3 separate regions of the Mus musculus genome follow, and regions 2 and 3 are each linked to region 1. Evidence: chromatin contacts called from public promoter capture Hi-C data. All regions are on one chromosome and are shown on one strand. The core of a region is the stretch at or near the end of the contact, and the rest is flanking DNA. Distances in the headings are between cores, read along the strand shown.

Region 1 (4,990 bases), core at 1,237-3,736:
CACTAAGGAGACAGTCCTAGTTCTGTCTGTGAGGTTGAACTAATGGGGAAAGAATGACTCTAGGGGCTGGGATCCAAAAATCTCTCTCTCTCTCTCTCTCTCTCTCTCTCTCTCTCTCTCTCTCTCTCTCTCTCTCTCTCTCCCTTCCTGTGAGTCATATGACCAGCTGTTTCACATTCTTGCTGCCATGCCTTCCCTAGCCTGCTATACCTTACCCCATTAAACCACAAACTCTAGTAAACTTTTCTTCAAGTTGCTTTTCTCTTAAGTTACTATGTCACAGCAACAAGAAAAGTAGCTAATACTAAGGCCTAGCTCCCACTTTCTAAGGGAAGGAAACAGACTTTTGGAATTGGCCCACTGTTCTCTAGAATCCATGTTATCAATAGCCTCGAAAGGTCTCTAACCCTACAGTCCCATCAGCCACACCTCGAATCCAGAGGGAGTATTTCCTATGAAGAAGTTCATTGTTCTGTTCACCTCTGAATCTGCATTTTGATTCTAATTTCAGATCCCACCATCCAGTAACCATCCTTTTTTTGGTCCCAATTTTCACTGGCGCCTTGAACACGCTCTGCAAGATGAAGCAACAGATCACCTAGAAACTAATGGAAGTGTTGTAAAAAGAGAGAAATTTTTACTTTTTTATATTGATTTCTGTTATGTGGATGTTTTGCTTGCATGTATGTTTGTGTACTCTGGTGCCCATGCAGGTCAAAAGAAGGTGTTGGATCCCCTGGAACTAGAGCTATGGATGGCTACAAGCCCCCATGTGGGCACTGGGAATTGAAACCAGGTCCTCTGGAAGAGTAGCCAGTGATCTTAACTTGTGAGCCATCTCTCCAGTCCAGGAGGAGAGAATTTTTTTAGTGGAAAGGTAAAAGTACCCTGGGGTGATGTAGGATGAGCAGAACTATTTTCTTCCTCAAATCCTATCCTAAGCACTAGAACAAGGCTGGAGGTGAAGAAAAGTCACTTAAAGCTATGCATGGGAGGACATCCTATCATCTAACCATTCAGCATCCATCCCAGGCAGGAGGATCTCTGGTTCCAGTCCAACTTGGGCTACACAACTAGAACATGCCTCAAAAAAACAAATTAAATAAATGAATAAGACATCACTTAAGGTGTGCTCTTAAAGTCTCTGGGAGCTAGGGGGATTCTGTTCACACTGGCCAGACCCTGCTTTCATCCTGTGGGTTCTTCGATGGCAGGTACTGTCTTTGAAGGCTAAACTCAGCCTCTGTGACTGACAGGCTCTCAGACTTCTGGCCAAGGTGTCTGCCTTAGCCCTTAAATGGTTCTGTAAATCTACTTCTTTGTTCTTTCCAGAGCTTAGGTCCCAGTGAACTATGCTTCTAGGGGACACTTTCAACACATCAGACACTGGCTTTCTTATAAAAAAAAAAAAATGCATTTGCCTCAAAACCAATCTTTGATAAGTGAGTGGAATTCTTATATTTTCATGTAATTAATAAATTGCGACTGGTATGAAGACTGGTATGAGTCAAGGGAAATTTGGCCCTTCAGCGTACCTCTGATGTTAGAAGAAATTAGCATTTCTTTCTATGTTTGGACACTTTTCTTACTTTGCTTTCCTAGGGACCAAGCCCAGGGCTTTGTGCATGCTAGGTAAGTGTTCAGCCACTGAGTTATCCCTAACCATGCTTTAAACCCCACTCTCTCCTCAGGTTAAATCTTGGTTCAGACAACCCTAGGTTCAACCCTGGTTCTTCACTACTGAGCCATGCCAAGGCTATCAGATCCACCAGTCTTCCGTAGGGAACTCTGAGCTACGGTATCTTCACCCTTAAAACGGGGATAATTTTAACCACCATATTGGGCCATCAAAAAATTCAGTGTGAAGGACACAGTATTGGTTTGGCACCCAGGAAACAACCCTTTTATGTTAGCTGTGGATTTCTGGCTTGTTTGCATTATTACTAAGTAATTTTTCTTTCCACCTACTAGCTGTTCCTAGCAGTGATCATTCAACAAACTTCTCTATGACATCGAAGGAGGGGTGAGCCCAGTATCTCTATCAGTATAGACAGCATTGGGAACCATTATTTGATATCCCTCTCCTGTGATATGCAAGGTACTCCAGAAACTGAGGTTTGTGTTTTGTGACAAAGGATAAGAAGAGATGAAACACTGTCTAAAGTAAGTATAGGTGACTGATATGGCATATGGATATTAAAAAAAAGTGTGTAAATACATACCCAGCTGTTTTCTTAACACTGCCTTTTTAGCCTTTAAGCCCAAATTTGGACTCCAGATGCAAACCTACTTGTTTTGGCACTGACCTCACGAAATCTCCTGTCCATTCAAGTAACCAAACTCTATAAAGTAGCACGCACCCTTTACACAAACCGAGGAAGGAACTCTGAGGTGTTCTAGGCGTCAGCCACCTGTAGACAGGTCATTGTGACGCGAACGCTATGGACACGTGGAACACCTGCTAGGGAGCAGGGGCGGGGTCATCTCTGGCAGCAGGTCCAAACGCCAGATACCCTAGACATGGGGGTCACGGGAAAACCCCAGGGAGTAGAGAGAGGGACACTCGGTCCTCTCATCCTTGATCCGCCCCAAACCAGGTGAGACCACCGCCCTCCCCCACCAGGATCCCTGGGTCCTGCAGAGAGTGGCCGCTGTCCCCGCAGGAAGGGAGGCGGCGGGTTCTGGCGGAGGGGAGGGCGCCGGCTCGGGCCGCCGCGCTGCGCTGCGGCGCGCACCGGCTCCGCGTTGCTATTCCGGCTGGCGGCGGCCGCTGCAGGAAGGACCGCTTCCTGCGCTCCCCGCCCCTTCCCTCGCCAGTGCTGACGCTGACGTCGGCGCAGGGAGCTGGAGGGACGCTAGGATCTCCGCCGGGAGGCTCCTGGGGGCCGGAGCACCAAGGTACCTGCCCTCCAGGGCCGGGGCGGGGGCGGGCCGGGCGGGCTGCATGCTGCAGTGGGAGACGCCCGGGTGGCCGGGTGGTCGGGGGCGCCAAGCCAAGGCCGCCTCTACTGCCCTTTGCGGGCTACGGGTTCCAGGCGGGTCACCTCATCCACACACCCACCCCCCCATCGGGTGCGGGAGGAGCATCATCCTCTTCCCTCCCGCAGATCCTCCCTCGGGCCTGGATGTGTGGAGGATGCGCGCGCCCTAGGAGCGTGCGTCAGCCCCCAGGGAGCGGGAGGGAAACCAGAGAGCACCTGCGCCCATACCCAAGCCGGTGCTGGCCTACCCTTCCCTTCCTCCCAGGTCCCCTCTGGACTGGGATTTTCGTCTAGAGCTGACTTGTTGACAAGTTCACCTGCAGCGGTATCTGACGTTTACTTTTGCCGTTCCTCCTATGCTAGTCTTTGGCAGGGACTGCTAAGAGCCGATGGGTACCTTTTTTGTAATGACTGGTGCCAGGAGGCCTGTGGTTGGCCCCTGCGGGCTAGGAAGAGTCACTGAGCACGCCACGTTCTTGCAAACCCTGGCACGCGGGGTTTCTTTGGGTGCTGCGCTGCTGACTCCGCCTTTCCTGGCCCAGGCTTGATGCAGCTCCTGTTTCCTCTGAAAGTAATATCCTGTTATGCCAGTCTTTCTCCCAAGCGGCTCCCCCGTTAACCTTCACACTATCTTTTGACTTGTAGGGTTCCAAAGCCTCTGAACCACTCTTTGGAGCCTTTAACGTGCCATATCCGTGAATAACGTTTGGGGTCTTTTGGTGGGCATTAAGGTCTAGAAATGAGACTATATTCTCCATTTTTAGATAGCATTGAATCTAGCACAAGAAGGGTTTATCCATCAACCTGAGCAGCTGCTAACTAAACATTCCATGGACCTGGAAAAGACATCACCAGCTGGTTTGAAAATGGTTATGAATGGAGGAAGACACATGGAGTATTTGCTGACCATTATGGTTCTTTAAGCGATAACTTACTGCATGTGTGAGTGTTTATATCGGCAGTCTCTCAGATTGGCTCCCATGATCCTCTGGTTTAAATCTGACATCTTGACCGCTCAGAAGTTAGGGAATAAAATAGGACACGATTATGAAATTCACACTCCAAAATGTTTCTTACCCTTTGTTCAACACACACATACACACCACACACACACACACATACACACACCACCATACACACACACACCACACACACACACACACACACACACACACACACATGTCTGCTGTGCATGATGTGTGAACACTTGCATGCCCCACATGTGAAGGTCAGAGAATAATAATTCTGTGGCTTTGGTTGCCTCCTCTACCTCTACATAGGTTCCTGGTGTTCAGTTCAGGTTGCCAACTTTGTACCCTAAACACCTTTGCCTGCCCCGCCATCTCCCTGCCCACTCTGAATTGTTTCTGATCCTTTTTAGGTCTCAGCTTTTATTTGTATGTATTTATTTATTTTTATTAATCATTTTATTCCTTTACATTTCAAATGATATCCCCCTTCCCGGTTACCCCTCCACAAGCCCCCCATCCCCCCTCTTCCCCCTCACCTTCGCCTCTATGAAGGTTCTCCTCCATCCACTCCCCCACTCCCACCTCACTGCTCTAGCATCCCCCTACACTGGGGCATCAAGCCTCCACAGGACCAAGGGCCTCCTTTCCCATTGATAAGTCCCAAAGGCCATCCTCTGTTATATGTGTTTCTGGAGCCATGGCTCCCTCTATGTGTACTCTTTGGTTGGTGGTGTAGTCCCTGGGAGCTCTGGGTGGTTCAGGTAGTTGATATTGTTCTTCCTATGGAGTTGCAATCCCCTTCAGCTCCTTCAGTTCTTCCTCTAGCTCTTCCATTGGGGTCCCCAGGCTCAGCCTGATGGTTGGCTGTGAGTATCTGCATCTGCATTGGTCAGGTGCTGGTCGAGCCTCTCAGGGAACAGCCATAGAGGTTCTATGAGCTTTTATTTAAAAAACATCTTTCTAGAGACTACTATAGGGTCAAAGCAAGGGTATGATCTATAGTCTCTCAAACACATTCGGTGTTAGCCCAGTTCATGT
Region 2 (4,634 bases), core at 1,799-4,298, 440 kb after region 1:
TGGTGAAGTGAGAGGTTACTATGGGAGAGTCATTCAGACTACACACAGGCTGCTCTGGAGAGCCCCTACAATTGTAGGGTAGAATGGAAGAAAGGTTAAGGACAGGGGTACAAAGGGTTGACAATGATTATATAACATGGGACTACTAAAGACCTCTTGTAAGAGAAACTAGATTCTTTAGTTTCTGCCCTTCAGACTGCAGAGCAGCCAGAAGGCTGAATCCCAAAGACTACAAACCAGATCATTCACAAAAATTCCTCTATAGATGTTGGCCTAAAGCTGGTTTGGGTTCATAAATAGTGGTTCAAGAATCCAAAAGTGAGTAGATCTGACACCATGTGATCAAAACCTTTATAAAATCAAGTGGAGGAACTGACAAGGTGTCTAGGCTGAAACCAGATGAAGCCAACCTAGGACACACAGATAACATATTTTAGTATATAAATAATTATTTTTTCAAAATTACTTGTATTTATAATTACTATAGATTCTCAGAAAGATAAAATTATAAAAGGAAGGCTTAGTGTTTTCTGTTATTTTAAAAATAATTCCTAATGTTAAATATTCTTTTGGTAGAATGTATCAGTCATTGCTAACTTTAGGTATATCTACATTCTCTGTATTCTCTACTGTACCTATACAACTCTACATGGTAGGAAATGCTGTGTTCATTTAAGAAAAGCTAATTCAGTTACAAGTGTGGACACAAGATTTAAGTCTAAGCTAGACATGCGATCAGTACTGCCTTAACATAGGCAAATTAACTAAACATCAAAAATGATTCATTTACATCTACTTCTAAAATAAATTGAAATATTTTTACCTTCTGGAACACAGCACACACACAAAAAAAATCCCTTGTCTTTATAGATCTCTCAAAAGGAGGAGGACAGTGTCCCCTCCTCTCACTCCTCCTCCTGGGCTATAGTCACATACTTTTAAGATAACAAATTGAATATGAATTATAATAGGAGAAGTCTCAAGGGGAATTTTTCCTCTAAGGAAGAGGATTAAATGGAAACATAGGGGAAAAAAAAAAAAGGATCAGGGTGTCTTTGAAGATCAGGGGCCTCAAGCCCCCAGAATGGAAAACAAACTGAATAATAACTGTTTATGAACAGATATCCATTTACCAACTGCTAACACATTTATATGTTCCTTTCTTCATAACAGAAATTCATATTCCAAAGAGGTCAGAATTCCAATCATTTAAATAGAAGATGCACATTAAGTGAGTATAAAATAGGATCCAAATCTTACAAAATGTCACAACCTAACAGCATTGCAGAATTATCTAGAAACTTTTAACAGAATTCCAAGCTGATTACAAATCTATATGTGCTTATTAAAACAGTAAGTCTAGAAAATTAAATAAGTATATTCTCCATATTGAAGAAAACAAGGGCTTTTTTCAGAAAATACTATCCAAAACAAGAAAGTCTGACAATTAATTATATATTTATGCAGAGACCTTTGGCAGAATAGGCATGTTATGGGGAATAAACATGACCAACACCATACATTAAAGATCTGTGTGCAGCATCCTATAGCAGACTGACCTTGTGACCTATGCACAGAGGGAATGGAAGCACAAAGGGAAATATCCTGGGGCATTGGAAGAACCTTAGCACTGTCTAAATCAGTCCCTCTTAAGGACTGGTTCTAGGGAGTGACTGAGGTTTCTTTTCATTCAAACCAAGACTGAACTAGGTTTCCATCCAGCATTGTCATCAATAATCTCACACATTACCCAGGTCACTCACTTTAATTCTTAGTGTCCCTGAACATGATGACAAGCTCTTTTTTTTTTTTTTCCGACACAGAGTATAGCCCTGGCTGTCCTGGAACTCACTTTGTAGACCAGGCTAGCCTCGACAAGCTCTTTTTTAAGTAAATCCACAGGAATAGATCAGTGTGTCCTCATTTATGATTACATTAAAATTTCAGCCTAAAAATCCTGGAATTTCTAGACAGTTTTGTCACTTGTCTGAACTCCCACACACAGAACTACTTTTTCATTTCTCAGTAATTATCTTCAACCTAATGGGTACTACTGCATCCTATCAACAAGTTTGGTAGCCCCTGCTTCTCTAATAGCACTACATATAACTTAGTTTCTACATAACTTCTTTGATGTCACTAGTCACCAGCTCCAGAGCCACAAGTTCTAACAAATACTACTTACTTGAAAATTAAAGGATGTCTATTTTTAACTTGTTCTCTTACTCCATCTATCCAGTTACATTTGCTAGTATACACATATATAACTATTCCTGTACCTTGCCTCATAGTCACATTGGCTTTCAAATAGCCCTAAGTCCTCTGAAATGCTGTATTCTTAAAGTATGAACAGGTCTAAGTGCAGTGAGAAATTAACATTATATACACACTTAACGAATACATTTTGGTTACCATTATTTAGTTTAGAGGTAATTTCTTATCTTTTATCACTCTAATTTTTAAAAAAATATTTCTTCTGAAAAAAAGTTTCTTTTAATAGGCTTAGAAATCATCTTGGAATCTGTTTGCCAATACGAAAGCCTTTTCCTTTCCTGGCATATGCTAGACTGTAGCGAGATGCATGGAGAGAAAGAAGACAGATTTTTCACCTTTTTGCACACTGATTAAAATGTGAAAAAGAGTATTCAGACTTGAATGCTGAAATCCCACCTAGCACTAAGGAAGAACCAAATTGTTTTTGTGAGTGTGGGTCACTTTGCATGCATTTGTGGTAGTGCCCATGGTCAGGAGGTCACGAGATAATAGGAGGGAGGCAATTCTCTCTTGTCCCCATGTGAATCCAGTTGATGACTTTAGATAGTGGGGCCTGGGGTAAACACACTTATACTCTGAGCATCTCACCAGCCTACGAAGGACCAGATTCTTATGAGAGCTATCAACCATGAGAGAGTTCTCTTCCTTCAATGCTGCTGACTACAGAGAGCCTCCAGTTTTCTTTTTTTAACAAGGTTTCTGTTACCTCAGTGAAGGCTGTTAGTGAGGAAACGCAGAATGACCTTACTGTAAAGGGAGCTAGTGATTGGCAGGGAAATGAGGAACTAAAGAAGACTTTAAATTTTATAAGCAGAAATACAACTTTACTGGTGACAGTGCAGGTTTTTAAAAAAATGAAACATCGCAGGTGAACCGATGCCTATCCACCCCGAACAGAGCAGAATGTCAGCGAAGTAAAAGAACTCATTACTCTAAGAGTTGGGGTTTAATTCTGAGATGGATTTAGGGCTACTTTGGGGTTTTGAGCACAGAAATGACATGGTCTTACATATTTAAAATAAACAACTTTGAAGCTGTATAAAGACTACAGAAATAGAAAACAATACTATATGACTAATAAATAGTTATGAATCAGAAGTTGCTCTAGAAAGGAACATAAAAAAATAGTTAAAAAAGGCAAGACTCCTAAAGAAATGTCCAACATCCTTAGTCATCAGGGAAATGCAAATCAAAACAACCCTGAGATTCCATCTCATACCAGTCAGAATGGCTAAGATCAAAAATTCAGGTGACAGCAGATGCTGGCAAGGATGTGGAGAAAGAGGAACACTCCTCCATTGCTGGTGGGATTGCAAGCTGGTACAACCACTCTGGAAATCAGTTTGGTAATTCCTCATTAAATTGGACATAGTACTACTTGAGAACCCAGCTATACCACTCCTGGGCATATACCCAGAAGATGCTCCAACATGTAATAAGGAACATATTTCACTATATGCATAGTAGCCTTACTTTTAATAGCTAGAAGCTGGGAAGAACCCATATGTCCCTCAACAGAGGAATGGATACAGAAAATGTGGTACATTTACACAATGGAGTACTACTCAGCTATTAAAAACAATGAATTCATGAAATTCTTAGGTAAATGGATGGAATTAGAAAATATCATCCTGAGTGAGGTAACCCAGTCACAGAAAAACACACACTAGGTATGCACTCACTGATAAGTGGATATTAGCCCAGAAGCTTGGGATACCCAAGATACAATTCACAGACCACATGAAGCTCAAGGAGAAGGAAGACCAAAGTATGGATGTTTCGGTCCTTCTTAGAATGGGGAATGAAATACCCATGGGAGGAGATACAGAAACAAAGTATGGAGCAGAGACTGAAGGAGGGACCATGCAGAGACTGCCGCACATTGGGATCCATCCCATATACAGTCATCAGACACTATTATGGATGCCAATAAGTGCTTGCTGACAGGAGCCTGATATAGCTATCTCATAAGAGGCTCTGCCAGTGCCTGACAAATACAGAAGTGGATGCTCACAGCCATCCATTAGACTGAGCATAAAGTCCCCAATGGAGGATCGAGAGAAAGAACCCAAGGAGCTGAAGGGGTTTGCAGCACCATAGTAGGAACAATAATATGAACCAACCAGTAACCCCAGAGCTCCCAGGGACTAAACCTCTGACCAAAAAGTACACATAGAGAGATGCATGGCTCCAGGTGTATATATAGCAGAGGATGGCCTTGTTGGACATCAATGGGAGGAGAGTCCCTTGGTCCTGTGAAGGCTCGATGGCCCAGTGTAGGGTAATCCCAGGACAGGGAACTGGGAGTGGGTGGGTTGGTGAGCAGGGGGAGGGGGGATGGGATAGAAGGTTTTGGGAGG
Region 3 (4,369 bases), core at 850-3,349, 500 kb after region 1:
CTTTGATTTTAATTTTGGTATTTATTTATTATTTCCTTGTTTCTTGAGACAGAATATCTCTGCTATGTAGCTCTGGTTGTTTAGGAGACCCACTTGCCTTTGCCTCCCCAGTGGTAGGATTAAAGCCATGTGGCATCATGGCTAGCCCAACTGGGTTTTAACAAAAAAAAAAAAAAAATAATAATAATAATAATAAAATAAAATAAAATAAAATTCTCCTAGAATCTGCAAACAGAATAACCCCACACCTAAATGGAAAATAGCCACAGAGCTAGAAAAGAAAAGGAAGAAAGGAAAATGAATACAACTAGTGTTTTCTGCCTTGTATCATATTAAAACGAAAGGACAGGAAAATGTTCAACTCCAGATATTTGCTACACAACATGCACCCCTATGTTGTGTGACTATTGTTTTGCCGGCTTATGTATCACCGTAATGTGACATATACTAAATACAGAAATATATTCAAGTCATAATACTGTGTATAATTTTGAATAGTTCTTGGTCTACAGAGAATGATAGAAGTTAACTTCTTTTTTAAAAGCTATTACTAAAATTGAATTTAAAAAAATTAAGTCACGGATGCTTTAAAATGCACTAAAAGTTCCTTACAGCATGAGGGATAAAATTCTAATGTCTCAGCCTATCACAAACTACCTTCCCAGACCGGTTTTTCCTCAGTGACCCTGATATACTCTCTCTAGCCAAGCAGCAACTTTTCAACGGCCCTAAGTAGGCCTTATCTTGTTCTGCGTTATCACCTAAGAATGCTTTGTTCTCCCACCAGCACCTTAGGAAAGAATGATTTCAGCAACTCTTGAACACTGCCATCCCTACAATACTGCATGTTGTTTAGAAGGATGTCAGAGTTCTGACACATAGGGAGAACACCTTGATGAGCTAGAGCAGAATTAAGGAACAAATACTGTGAAAATTCCATCCCTTACACACAGCTGGGAGAATAAGAACTTTCATTACCTAATGAAGTTAAATGAAAAAGCCTCTAACATTTGCCTTGGAACTTAAAGGTCAAGAGTAAAAATAGAGATCACTATGATAAATTAAATATATTTGAGTTTTTCTGGTTATAACTATACAAGGTCAAGAACAAATTACTTTTTAAATCCATGAATACTTTTTAAAGATCTGTGCATTTGTTCTGTAAGGACAGGAGTTAAAACAGGAAGCACATTATGAAAACCTATTTAGTTTTGCTGTCACAATTAAAGCCTTTGGCTCCACACAGAATGAAAGTTACTTACTATTTCCCATTCTGTGGAATGTACATTTTCATTGTACACAGCTAAGCCTTCATTAAAAAAAAAAGAAAGGAAGAAAGAAAGAAAGAAAGAAAGAGAAAAACAGAGATGGGAAAAAAACCTTTTAAAAGTCCTAAATAAAAATAAAATAGGCTTACTGAAATATATGTGCATGCTTTAATTCCCAGAATCAGGAATATAATAGGAAAGAGTCTTTAAGACGACTGATAAAATCTAATTTCATACTTAAGCTCCAAGAAAGGGGGAAACTAAGATATGCACTTCAATATCAAATACTTAAAGATGAAATCCAAACTACTATGAATTACTAAATTAGTTTTAATTTAAAAGAAGCTTAGAGTTATTGTGTCCTACTTTAAGTGCCTGCATATACTGAAGAACGAAATGGGTTCAGCCGTACTGTCATACAATTCTTTTTGTCTCTGTGATAGTTTACTTGCCCAATTTCATTCTCACTCCTCTAAAATTATACTCAATATCTGGTCAACAATATTACTGGAGCAAGAACAATAATCTACATTACTTCTTTTCATTTTATATTCTATTTTTGCTTTAACATAATAAGCTAATGCATGCCTTTGTCTTGGTATTGGATAGAATTATCTGCCAACCCTGCAAAACCCTTTCCTAATTTAAAATAACTACAAGGTTGCACATTACACTAGTAAATTTGTAATCAACTTAAAGATAATGTGTTAAAAGCACAATTAAATGTGTCATAACAGAAGAAGGCCTTGGTAATTACAAACAGTGCCTTGCTTGCTAGCTTTTTAAACAGTAGCTCAAGACTGTGAAAAATCGCCACCCAGTGATGCAAAGGGAAACTGCAATTTGTTTTTGTGTAGATGGAGTACCTGGAGGATTACTTCAACTTCATTACTGAATGAGCTCTAGCCTTCTGCTGTGAATTCTGGGTACACAAGGGAAAGCATGTTTTTCTACTAACCCCACCCCTCACTTTATGCTTAGTCTACATGCTCTACAATCTAAAGAGAGCAAAAGCTTCAGAAGTCCTAGTAAAGAAAAAAGCTTTCCATAAACATGAACTAATTTAGTTGTACGTGACTACTCTAAATACTCCTGTTATCAAGTAAAGTGCCTTGGCTGTCCTGGACCTGAAATTTCAAGTGACCATTAAATAGAAGTACTAGCCGAAAGGAGAAGGTATTCTCAGGTGGAAAAGGAAAGGAAAGGGGCACCATTTTCAGATTTAACAGTGTAACTGACTGTGGCCTCTTTAGAAACTGGTCATAGAGGCTCTAAGGAGATACTGTAACCAATTCTAAACAGTCCATACTGGCAGGGGATTGTTTCTCAGTCATAGACTTTCTCACTGAGAAGCCAGAGGATAAGAAAACAAAACCAATCATTTTTTGCTCCTATAATGTTTCTGGTTCAGATACTAATTTAAAAATCTTAGGTGAATATCTATTGGCCGTTTTTAGTGAAAGTTTACCTGCAGGTTCACTGATCCCCAGTAGGTGGCACTGCTTGGGGAAGTTATGGAAGTTATGGACCTGGAGCTTTGCTGGAGGGAGTCTTGCCGGGCCAGCTTCACAGCTTCAGCCGTCTTCCAGTTCTCTCTCCTTGCTTCCTGCTCTGATCCCTCAGCCTCCTGACCTGGCCTCAGGATACCGTACCTTCCTTCCCTGCTGTTATGGACATCTAGTCCTCTGGAAATATGAGCCCAAATAAACTCTCTCTTACAAGTTGCTTTTGGCTGTAGTATTTTCTCACAGCAGAAAAGTAACTAGTACATATTCCAAAATATGTGAATATGGTACCCTGTTAACAATAAAACTATGAAAAAATATACCACTGAACTTATCTTTTCAAAGTATTTTCATATGGTATGCCCTGAGATTAAAGTAAATATTACATAAAGAGACTGCTATAGAGTGACATGACAAAACAGGTAGTTTACCACAATAAAAAAAATTTTAAAGTTTGTCTTTATAAATTTTAATGGTAATACAATAATTCCTAGTAATGGTTAGAATTTTTATCAGTTAAGTCGATTAAGTCTGTGAATGCTAATGATATTTTACTACAAAAACAATACTACTATGAGCCTTCAACTTCCAGGAGGTTAGTTCTATATAATAATTTAAAAATATTTTAGTTATTTAAAATATCGGAGAATAAACAGTGAGGTAGCCAAATTAGGATCCAAACTTAATAAACAGTGATAAAATGCCAAATTCTCCTTTATTTAAAAGAAAGTACATTCATGTTTAAAAGGTAAAGTACACAATTTAATGTTCTCAGGGGTTTTTTTTGTTGTTGTTGTTGTTTCTGTTTTTTGGCTTTTTCTTTTTTTAAAATATTTTTATTAGGTATTTTCCTCATTTACATTTCCAATGCTATCCCAAAAGTCCCCCATACCCCCCCACTCCCCTACCCACCCACTTCCACTTTTTGGCCCTGGCGTTCCCCTGTACTGGGGCATACAAAGATTGCAAGTCCAATGGGCCTCTCTTTCCAGGCCATCTTTTGATATATATGCAGCTAGAGTCAAGAGCTCCGGGGTACTGGTTAGTTCATAATGTTGTTCCACCTATAGGGTTGCAGATCCCTTTAGCTCCTTGGATACTTTCTCTAGCTCCTCCACTGGGGGCCCTGTGATCCATCCAATAGCTGACTGTGAGCATCCACTTCTGTGTTTGCTAGGCCCCGGCATAGTCTCACAAGAGACAGCTATATCAGGGTCCTTTTAGCAAAATCTTGCTAGTGTATGCAATGGTGTCAGCGTTTGGAGGCTGATTATGGGATGGATCCCTGGATATGGCAGTCTCTAGATGGTCCATCCTTTTGTCTCAGCTCCAAACTTTGTAACTCCTTCCATGGGTGTTTTGTTCCCAATTCTAAGAAGGGGCAAAGTGTCTACATTTTGGTCTTCACTCCTCTTGAGTTTCATGTGTTTCACAAATTGTATCTTATATCTTGGGTATCCTAAGTTTCTGGGCTAATATCCACTTATCAGTGAGTACATATCATGTGAGTTCTTTTGTGATTGGGTTACCTCATTCAGGACAATGCCCTCCAGGTCCAACCATTTGCCTAGGAATTTCATAAATCCATTTTTTTTA

The links. Promoter capture Hi-C pulls out the DNA fragments that hold promoters and counts their contacts.
Region 2: a contact with region 1 is called in a promoter capture Hi-C map of hematopoietic stem and progenitor cells, with 2.3 times the contacts expected there. The contact joins the enhancer-like site here to the promoter of Ica1 in region 1. A contact is called at or near these places in 5 of 39 promoter capture datasets (the C10 cell line, embryonic stem cells, hematopoietic stem and progenitor cells and 2 more), 1 of 15 datasets of contacts at CTCF or cohesin (large pre-B cells), 1 of 115 datasets of contacts at active chromatin or transcription factors (bone marrow-derived macrophages) and 3 of 9 other capture datasets (adipose tissue, liver and pancreatic islet).
Region 3: a contact with region 1 is called in a promoter capture Hi-C map of the HPC-7 cell line. The contact joins the enhancer-like site here to the promoter of Ica1 in region 1. A contact is called at or near these places in 11 of 39 promoter capture datasets (the 3T3-L1 cell line, the C10 cell line, the HPC-7 cell line and 7 more), 1 of 15 datasets of contacts at CTCF or cohesin (stem cell-derived epiblast-like cells), 2 of 484 Hi-C or Micro-C datasets (bone marrow-derived macrophages and nephron progenitors), 7 of 115 datasets of contacts at active chromatin or transcription factors (bone marrow-derived macrophages, embryonic forebrain, embryonic hindbrain and 3 more) and 3 of 9 other capture datasets (adipose tissue, liver and pancreatic islet).

What each region holds. Positions count from the first base shown.
Region 1 is chr6:8,775,980-8,780,969 of GRCm38.p6, reverse strand. Ica1 (islet cell autoantigen 1) reads left to right here and starts at 2,486. Exons shown (of 14, transcript NM_010492.3): 1 at 2,486-2,898.
Region 2 is chr6:8,338,050-8,342,683 of GRCm38.p6, reverse strand. All of the region lies in intron 2 of Umad1 (UMAP1-MVP12 associated (UMA) domain containing 1), which reads right to left. It overlaps Gm46952 (a long non-coding RNA gene), which reads left to right. Exons shown (of 3, transcript XR_001785197.2): 2 at 1,174-1,231. Among named protein-coding and RNA genes, the nearest start is that of Gm46952, 5.2 kb to the left of the region's middle. Within about 2 kb of position 3,048, at least 20 of the 459 cell types and tissues checked have an H3K27ac peak or open chromatin away from gene starts, as enhancers often do. A contact at or near this core is called in bone marrow-derived macrophages and hematopoietic stem and progenitor cells, where this site is marked.
Region 3 is chr6:8,273,026-8,277,394 of GRCm38.p6, reverse strand. All of the region lies in intron 2 of Umad1 (UMAP1-MVP12 associated (UMA) domain containing 1), which reads right to left. Among named protein-coding and RNA genes, the nearest start is that of Umad1, 16 kb to the right of the region's middle. Within about 2 kb of position 2,099, at least 70 of the 459 cell types and tissues checked have an H3K27ac peak or open chromatin away from gene starts, as enhancers often do. A contact at or near this core is called in the HPC-7 cell line, adipose tissue, forebrain and 1 more, where this site is marked.